2 separate regions of the Xenopus tropicalis genome follow, and region 2 is linked to region 1. A link is a contact called in public Hi-C data. All regions are on one chromosome and are shown on one strand. Each heading gives the region's core, a stretch centred on a gene start, on an enhancer-like site or on the middle of the called end of the contact. The rest is flanking DNA. Distances are from core to core; before and after follow the strand shown. Region 1 holds the start of nxn (nucleoredoxin). Region 2 holds the start of tlcd3a (TLC domain containing 3A).

Region 1 (3,607 bases), core at 269-2,768:
CATTGTTTTAACACACAGAACCAGCAGTGCAGAAAAGGACAGAAAAAGCTATTTTTAATTTCAATTCCCTTTATAAACAACTTTAAAACATGTAATGTATATTGGACAGTTGCTAAGAATTACATTTGGCAAAATGTTACTTGAACTGCAAAGTTCCCTTACAGATTAATCAGGGTCCCATCCAGAAAACGTTGAGAAACACTGAAGTGATTGTGCGTGTGACTGTGCATTTAAGAATTCACCTCACAAAAATTGACTTGATGCGACTATATGAGGATTGGCCTGTCAAACTGAAACTCAGATGGCCATTGAAATATGACAAAATGTGTTTATGGTAAATAAGGGGGGGTTGTTAACAATTATTTTGATGTAATTGGCTTCTGATTATGGCTACTATTTCATATTCAGTCAATTTTGATGGATACATTCAAATGCTTTATATACAGGCACACCAGTATTGCCAAAAACAGCAGAAATTACACAGGTTGTGTGGTACAAAGGAAATACAAGGCTTTGATTAAACACTTGCACAAAGCAAATTCGCTGTGGACTGTCACAGTTTCTGCAATAGCAACCATAAGCATAGCCAGGCTTACAGATTTACCATGATATTATGGGAAATTTTAAACAAATATACAACATATTTAATCAACAAACTGGTATTTAGACTAAAACAGAAATAACAGTGCCTTTGTGAAACAATACACATTTAAGCTTTTTTAGACAGGTTTAAGACATCAGCGAATAGGTGGTTGAAACAGAATTGGTCCAGCAAAGTCCATTAACAGGTGGCAATGTATTATTTTAGAAACTTGGGCAGCGATATCAAATGTGTTATTTTTGGAGCCATTGTCAACTGTGCCACAATCACTGTGCCTGACAGAAAGGAGGCAAATGGGAACACTGCATCCATGAATTAAAGAATGGCCATGGCTAGACAGAAACACTGCTGCCCAACCCGTAGAACCGACCCCTTTACCAATGCCACCCCCACCCCCGCGTTTTTGCCGAACTACAACTATAAGGGGATGCAGGAAGGATGCTCCAATCTGTAGTTCAACACCTAAGAATCACAAGCTATTCTTATTCTTATTATATGCTGATTGGAGTTCAGTGAAGGCAATGTATCAGCACTGTCAGGGTCACGCAAGACCCTCCGCCCGCCCCTGCCCTGCTCACCTTTCTGTGCTTCTCTTGGTATGGTAGTGCCAGCCAAGGCATGTCCTTGAGAAACAGCTGCCATTTCTTCTGGTCGGGGTCGGAGGAGACGAAGACGATCTCCAGACGGTCCCGAGTTTTGCAGTAGAAGTCGCTCAGGCCAGGCAGCAGTTGCAGGCACGGAGCGCTCATCCCGCAGCCGAACAGCAACCCGATTAAAGACACCCTGGAGCCCAGAGCCTGCACATCCACTTCCTCCCGCTCCGAATTCATCAGCTTCTCTCCCAGCAGCTCCACCAGCAGCCCGGGGCCCGACATGCTGCTCGGCCTGGCCCCCCCGCCGCTCTTCTGTGCGCTGGCTCGGCCTCACAGAAAGGAGCACCCCGGCGCCCGGGAGGGGATGATCGGCGTGCGCTGCTAAAGCTGCACTGAGCCTATTGGCTGCGGGACTGGGAGCCGGCTGCACATGGGCACAGACACACGGGGGTGGAGACCGGCGCCTCTCTCAGGCCGACACTGCCACCTGGGTGCCAGCGCATTGCCGTGCCACCTACGCCTTATTCACTTCTCTCACTCTATCAGAAGCTTGTGGCACACTGGCAAGTTTCTTTTTTTATACTTAAAAAACATAACTATTTTCCTGTGTAGAGTCCTGGCAGTGAATGACGTCTTGCTGCAGCAGCGATAAAAGGGAACTTCGCCTTCAAATGTAAATTTTATTGTGATGTAGACAATGCTATTCTAAGGCAATTTGCAGCTGGACTTCATTTATTTACTTTTTTAAATTATCTAAGATTTTGCTCTGCTGAGGGGGGTTTACTAAAACTCGTTTTTTTTTCGGATTTATATTTGTTTGAAACTAAGAAAAAGCTAATTTGCAACAATGACATTTATCAAAAGAACTATAGGTGAGTGACTGGGGCCAGTTCCCATGGACGGAACTAGGGGAAGGCAGAAGAAGCAGCTGCCTAATGCTCAACAATTGGGGGCACCAGGCTGGAGCCTATCCTGCCTACCCCTATTCCATGCTTCTTAGTCATTGCCCCTGCCGCTTGTCATTACGTGGTAGGGGCAATGAGCTATCGCATCGCACCCCCTCCCTTGTGCCAAAGCACACGCAGGGGAAGGTGCAGGGGCGAGGTGGCCAATCGCGTTGCCTAGGACTTCCAGTCAGCTTGGCCCGCCCCTGCCAGTTCCAGAGGCAGGGCCGCCATCAGATATCACGGGGCCCCTCACAACAAAATTTTCTGGGCCCCCCTCCCACAGGGCCACTCCCCCAATGGCCCCTCCCATCAGTACAAAGGACACATAGACATGAGACATTGGTAGCCAGCAGTGCCCCCTAATACATTTGTTATATTCTGCACACTGCAATAAATGTATAATAAATATTTTTGTATATATGCTTATAAGTTTTTGTTGTTACTTTAGCTCCAAAAGAAACACAACATATGGAGATATATGGTTCACCTTAAGGTTTACTTTTAGCATGCTATAGATTTGCCTGTTTCTTTATTATTTGTTTTTTATAGTTTTTGAATTATTTGCCTTCTTCTTCTGAATCTTTTTAAGCATTTAAATAGGGATCACTGATCCCAGCAGCCAATAACTGTTACTCTGTGAGGATACAATTTTATTGTGATTGTTACATTTTATGATTGATCTATTTCTTTACCCCCCGTCCTATTCATATTCCAGTCTTTCTTTCAAACCACTGCCTGGTTGCTAGGCTAAATTGGACCTTAGCAACCAGATAGCTTCTAAATTTGCAAACTAAATATTAAAAAAATGAAGACTAATTTTAAGTTGTCAAGAATAGTACTCCACTGATCATACTAAAAGATAACCTAAAGATAAATTCTCCCTTTAACTGGCACTAACAGTCAGTATTGCTAGGGCCACCCTGTTTTCTCACCCTGGCTCACAGAATATTAGCTGTGATAATTTCTGTGCACTGTAAAACTGTCACTAAATAAATTGTATCCCCCCCCCCAAGTGCACCCAAATATTATAATTATATTTGCCTACTGTTCCTACAACTCCCAGCACGCTCACCCAACCCCCAACAGGGACTGAAGATTGCTATTGGCACACAGAATATGCATATAGTATGGGTGTTACCACTGCAATACAAAATAACAATGAGGCTATGGTTCCATTGGAGAATTTATTATACACGCAAAATATTTACAAAATGAAATGTTTTAATACATTTCAGCATAGGACCTGGCAGATATATATGTATAGCATGGACTGACATTGCCCCTACCCCAACCCCACCGGCATCTTCTTTGGCTCCTCCTGCGGCGGCTCCTCCTTCAGCGGTAGTGGTAGCGGCGACTCCTCTGCACTTCTGACTGAATAGGGCCAAAGACAGGCCCTTTTATAAGGTTGCGCCCCGTGCGTACTAACGTCGCACGTACGCACTGGGCGCGACCAATCGGATTAC
Region 2 (3,885 bases), core at 1,008-3,507, 130 kb before region 1:
TTATGCTAATCTCTGAATGAATAGTGCACCTTCCTACCTAGCTACCTCCAGTAAAATTGTGCTACAGTAAAACTATTACTTTTTCATGTCTCCTGATGGTCCCAAATCATGGACCCCAAAAGGGGGCCTTGAATCTTGTCACTAGTGGGCTGGCTTTCTTTCAGATCGGAGCCATGTCTGGGTGACTTAATACCTCCAAAGGTTTGTACCCCATCAGTTAGCCAACAATAAGTTGAAAAATGTTGGTTAGAGGAAAAAATGGAAAATATGTTGCTAACATTTAGCTAGTAACTAGGCAAAATGTGTCGGCTGTCAGATTATATACATCTCTTCCTCAAGGATAAATATAATAAAGAATCATCTTGAAACCCAGACTTCTAAATTGGCAACTCTTCAGCCTTATCTTTCCCTTTAACCTACATTTTCATACAAAGTGATGAGGAGAGAGTACAAGTGAACATGCTGGTGTAGCCCTCTTCTGCTACTGCTTGACTTCTAACATGCATTTACCTGCGTGTGGCGCTACAGGAGTCTTGTGCCTCCGCTATATGGGAGAGCGGGTACACTGTTAACTGGCGTGCCTCCACCCAGTCAGGGCAGGTTGACTGTGGTACCCCCTCCCTGGGAAACTTCTCTGGTCTTGTATGTACTATTTGAGCTAGGTTAATCTGTGCAGGCCTCCACTTGGTGGACTCCCTGCAACTCCCGGGACCTTGCCCCCCTTGGGGTGGTTGCTTACCAGGCAGTTGAGGAGCCACTCTTTGAGGAATTGACCAGGGGACTGGGAGTTGCTGTTTAACCACATAAACTTCTTTATTGTATCCAAACAGTATCCAGTAATATAATATGCAGGTTCAGGTATATCTCCCTATACTTCCTCTAGGACACCCTCTCACTTAGAACTACTCCCTGGTACTCCTGCCAAGAGACCCTTTCTCTTAGGCAATCTCCCCTTTTATAGAACTGGCTACCACCTGAGCCACTTGATATACCTGAACTACAGCTAGTAATGCCGGGAGGTAATAACCTCACTAATATCCTCGGAGGGGCTTCAGACTGCCCTTACTAGATACCGCAACTATCCTTTTACTCCTAGAGTGACTATAAATGACCTATCTGAACTTTCTAACTGAATCCTGTAGCTAACCTCTGACAGAGGTGGTGTCACAGGACCAAAGACCTACACAGTGTATGTGTCATCCCTTTTTATATTGCAGCACACTGCCACCTAGTGGTTGCTGCTGAATAACATAGGAAACTCTTTTTACACAAACAGCTAGTACACACCCTTAAGTGTCCATATCCCACAAGGCCACCCACTGGTTTGCCTGTCTTAAGCTGGCCATACACACACCGATAATATCGTACGAAACGAGGTTTCGTACGATATTATCGGTGCGTGTATAGCAAGTCGATGAGTTGACCATTATCGCAGGAGGCTGCTGATATCGGTCAACTCGCTGATCGGGCAAGTTAAAAGATTTTGATCGAGCGCCATAGAAGGCACCTGAGCAAAATCTGCTGTCAGGGCTGAATCGGCAGGAGGTAGAAATCCTATTGTTTCTACATCCTTATCTGCCGTTTCAGCCCTGAACGGTTTGTGTGGGGAACCCAGGCTAAGGGGCCCAAATCTTGGGATCCCTACATTGGGAAGCACCTTTACCATTTACCACCTAGATAAAACGTTAGGGTTAGGGTTTCCTATAACGGCTCTAATAACTTTTTAGAAGTTCATACTCCTATTGTAGCAATTGCACTACCTCCTTTCTGAGCCTTTCAGTGTTTGTCATGAAGGATCAAGTACAACTGGGCCTATTTATGCATGGAGCAGCTGGCACCCTGAACACATTCCAGGGTTCCCACAGCAGGATGTGCAATAGGTGCAAGAGACCTCAACCCAAAAGAATCACAGGATAATACCATACCAATTAAACAGATTTTAGATGCAACGTGCTCCTGTTTAACAAATAACGCATAGCTTTACTCGCCCAACCAAAATGAATGGAAAAAAAACCTGCCGATTTGCGTTCTAAATTGCACTTCCCACAAACCCCCTTCTCCTCTTTCTGTCTCCTTGGGAAGGCTGCTTCTTACCTTTCTTTCAACCAATAGGTGCAGCGTGTGTAACTGGACTATGTTCCTATTGGCTGTTGAAAGCACAGCTGCTGATAGTCCTAGAAATGAGTGAATGGATGGGCGGGTTGAATAGCGGTAGGCATAGAATGGCCGGCAGGGCGCAGAGAAAGCTGCTCGGACGCAGGGCGAGTAACTGATTTGATAGCAAAAAGGGGGAGGATCGGAGCTGAGGAGGCGCAGCGCTAAATGCACCCCCGCTTCCAGCTTTCCCCTGAGGCCTGGTACCCTATCTTCTAGGCATCCCTGTTCTGGAAGGTGGTGACGCGAGTAAGGCAGAACCAATTCAAGTAATCTGTGGGTTTGGAAGGATTCTCCGGTGACGTTCCGTGGGCGGGGCTAGGTGCTGGCAGGCTTCTGCTCGGTAGTTTCAGTAGTTTGTGCGGTAGCGGGCGCGATGTGGCACGTCTTGGCCGCAGGTTCCCTCTTTTTTCCGGGACTCTACCTACTGTGCAGCCGGTGTGCCCGACGGACTCTGCCACAATGGACAGAAGCTGACTGCTCGTTGCTTAGTACCAGGTAACTTTGTGCTCCTCGTTGGACGAACTGTCCTACTGTGTAACATCTGGAGGATATAAAGTACAATCTGGTAGCCAGTGATGGAGGGCTCATTAGGAAGGACTAGATCCTGTTTTTTTCTTGTGTAAGGGATTGCCTCTGTCTATAGTGCATCACTGTGCCTCTGCACATAGAACTTCACTTGCACCCATACCTGTGCCTGTACTCCTGTGCCTTGGGCTAATATACAATAAAGGGAAATAAAGTCTGTTTTCTACTAATCATCAATCACATCCAGTCTTTATCCCCTGTGTCTTTTCTATAGTATGGATCATGTCCAGACTGGCAGTCTGTGGAATTTGGCAAATGCAAGAGGGGCTTCTGTAAGATGCCATAGATATTTACTGTTTAATGGGTTGGGGGCTGTTTGAGCTTCTGTGTACTTGAAATACAAGGGCCTATTTTAAATCCCAGTCCAGGTCTGGTGTGAATTGTTGCTGCATATGAGCAGATGTAATAAACCTGGGGCCCTCCACATATAAGGGAACTAATGGGTCACTGAATGAAAGCAGTTTCAATACAGGTATATAGAGAATAGAGAGTTTTGTGGGCCATATAATGATAATGGGTCCCAGTAACTTCAGGTTTCCCCCCTGCCTGCAGAACTACAGCATTAACAGCTGGAAGATTGGGTATAAGTTGTGCTAGGTATTGGAAATCAGTGGTCCTATCTAATACTTTACTCCCTAGGCCAGGGGTCCCCAACCACCGGTCCGGGGACCGGTGCCGGACCGTGGGCTGTGCTAAACCGGGCCACCTCTGGTCTCAATTACCTGTGATCCCAACTCCCTGATGCGTTACACAGCCATGACAATAGCTATGGGAAGCCCAGGAAGATTTCTACTGATCATGACAAGGACCAAAGTACTTTATTAAGCTGTATTTAATAATAATAATAATAGTAAAGTGCATAATATAACATTTAACTAGCACTAATTGCGCTACACCCCCCATCCCCGGTCCTTGGAAAAATTGTCTTGCTTGAAACCGGTCCATGGTGCAAAAAAGGTTGGGAACCACTGCCCTAGGCTTATGATCTAATTTGTTAATGAGAACATCAGGCAAGCAGAATAGGAAAAAGCCACATGTTATGCATAGATTGTTATGTATTTATGTAAAGTTTGTTGCATTCATCTTTTCTATTTCATCAGTGTAATATGTTTCACAACCAGATGCAGCAAAAGGTCCACTGAT

What was found. A called contact is a pair of places that touch in the nucleus more often than the background predicts.
Region 2: a contact with region 1 is called in a Hi-C map of brain, with 5 times the contacts expected there. The contact joins the promoter of tlcd3a here to the promoter of nxn in region 1. A contact is called at or near these places in 3 of 5 Hi-C or Micro-C datasets (brain, neurula embryo and tailbud embryo).

The regions. Positions count from the first base shown.
Region 1 is chr2:96,364,428-96,368,034 of UCB_Xtro_10.0, reverse strand. It overlaps nxn (nucleoredoxin), which reads right to left and starts at 1,518. Exons shown (of 8, transcript NM_001142200.1): 1 at 1,180-1,518. The coding sequence starts at 1,476.
Region 2 is chr2:96,496,809-96,500,693 of UCB_Xtro_10.0, reverse strand. tlcd3a (TLC domain containing 3A) reads left to right here and starts at 2,257. Exons shown (of 5, transcript NM_001016139.3): 1 at 2,257-2,652. The coding sequence starts at 2,531.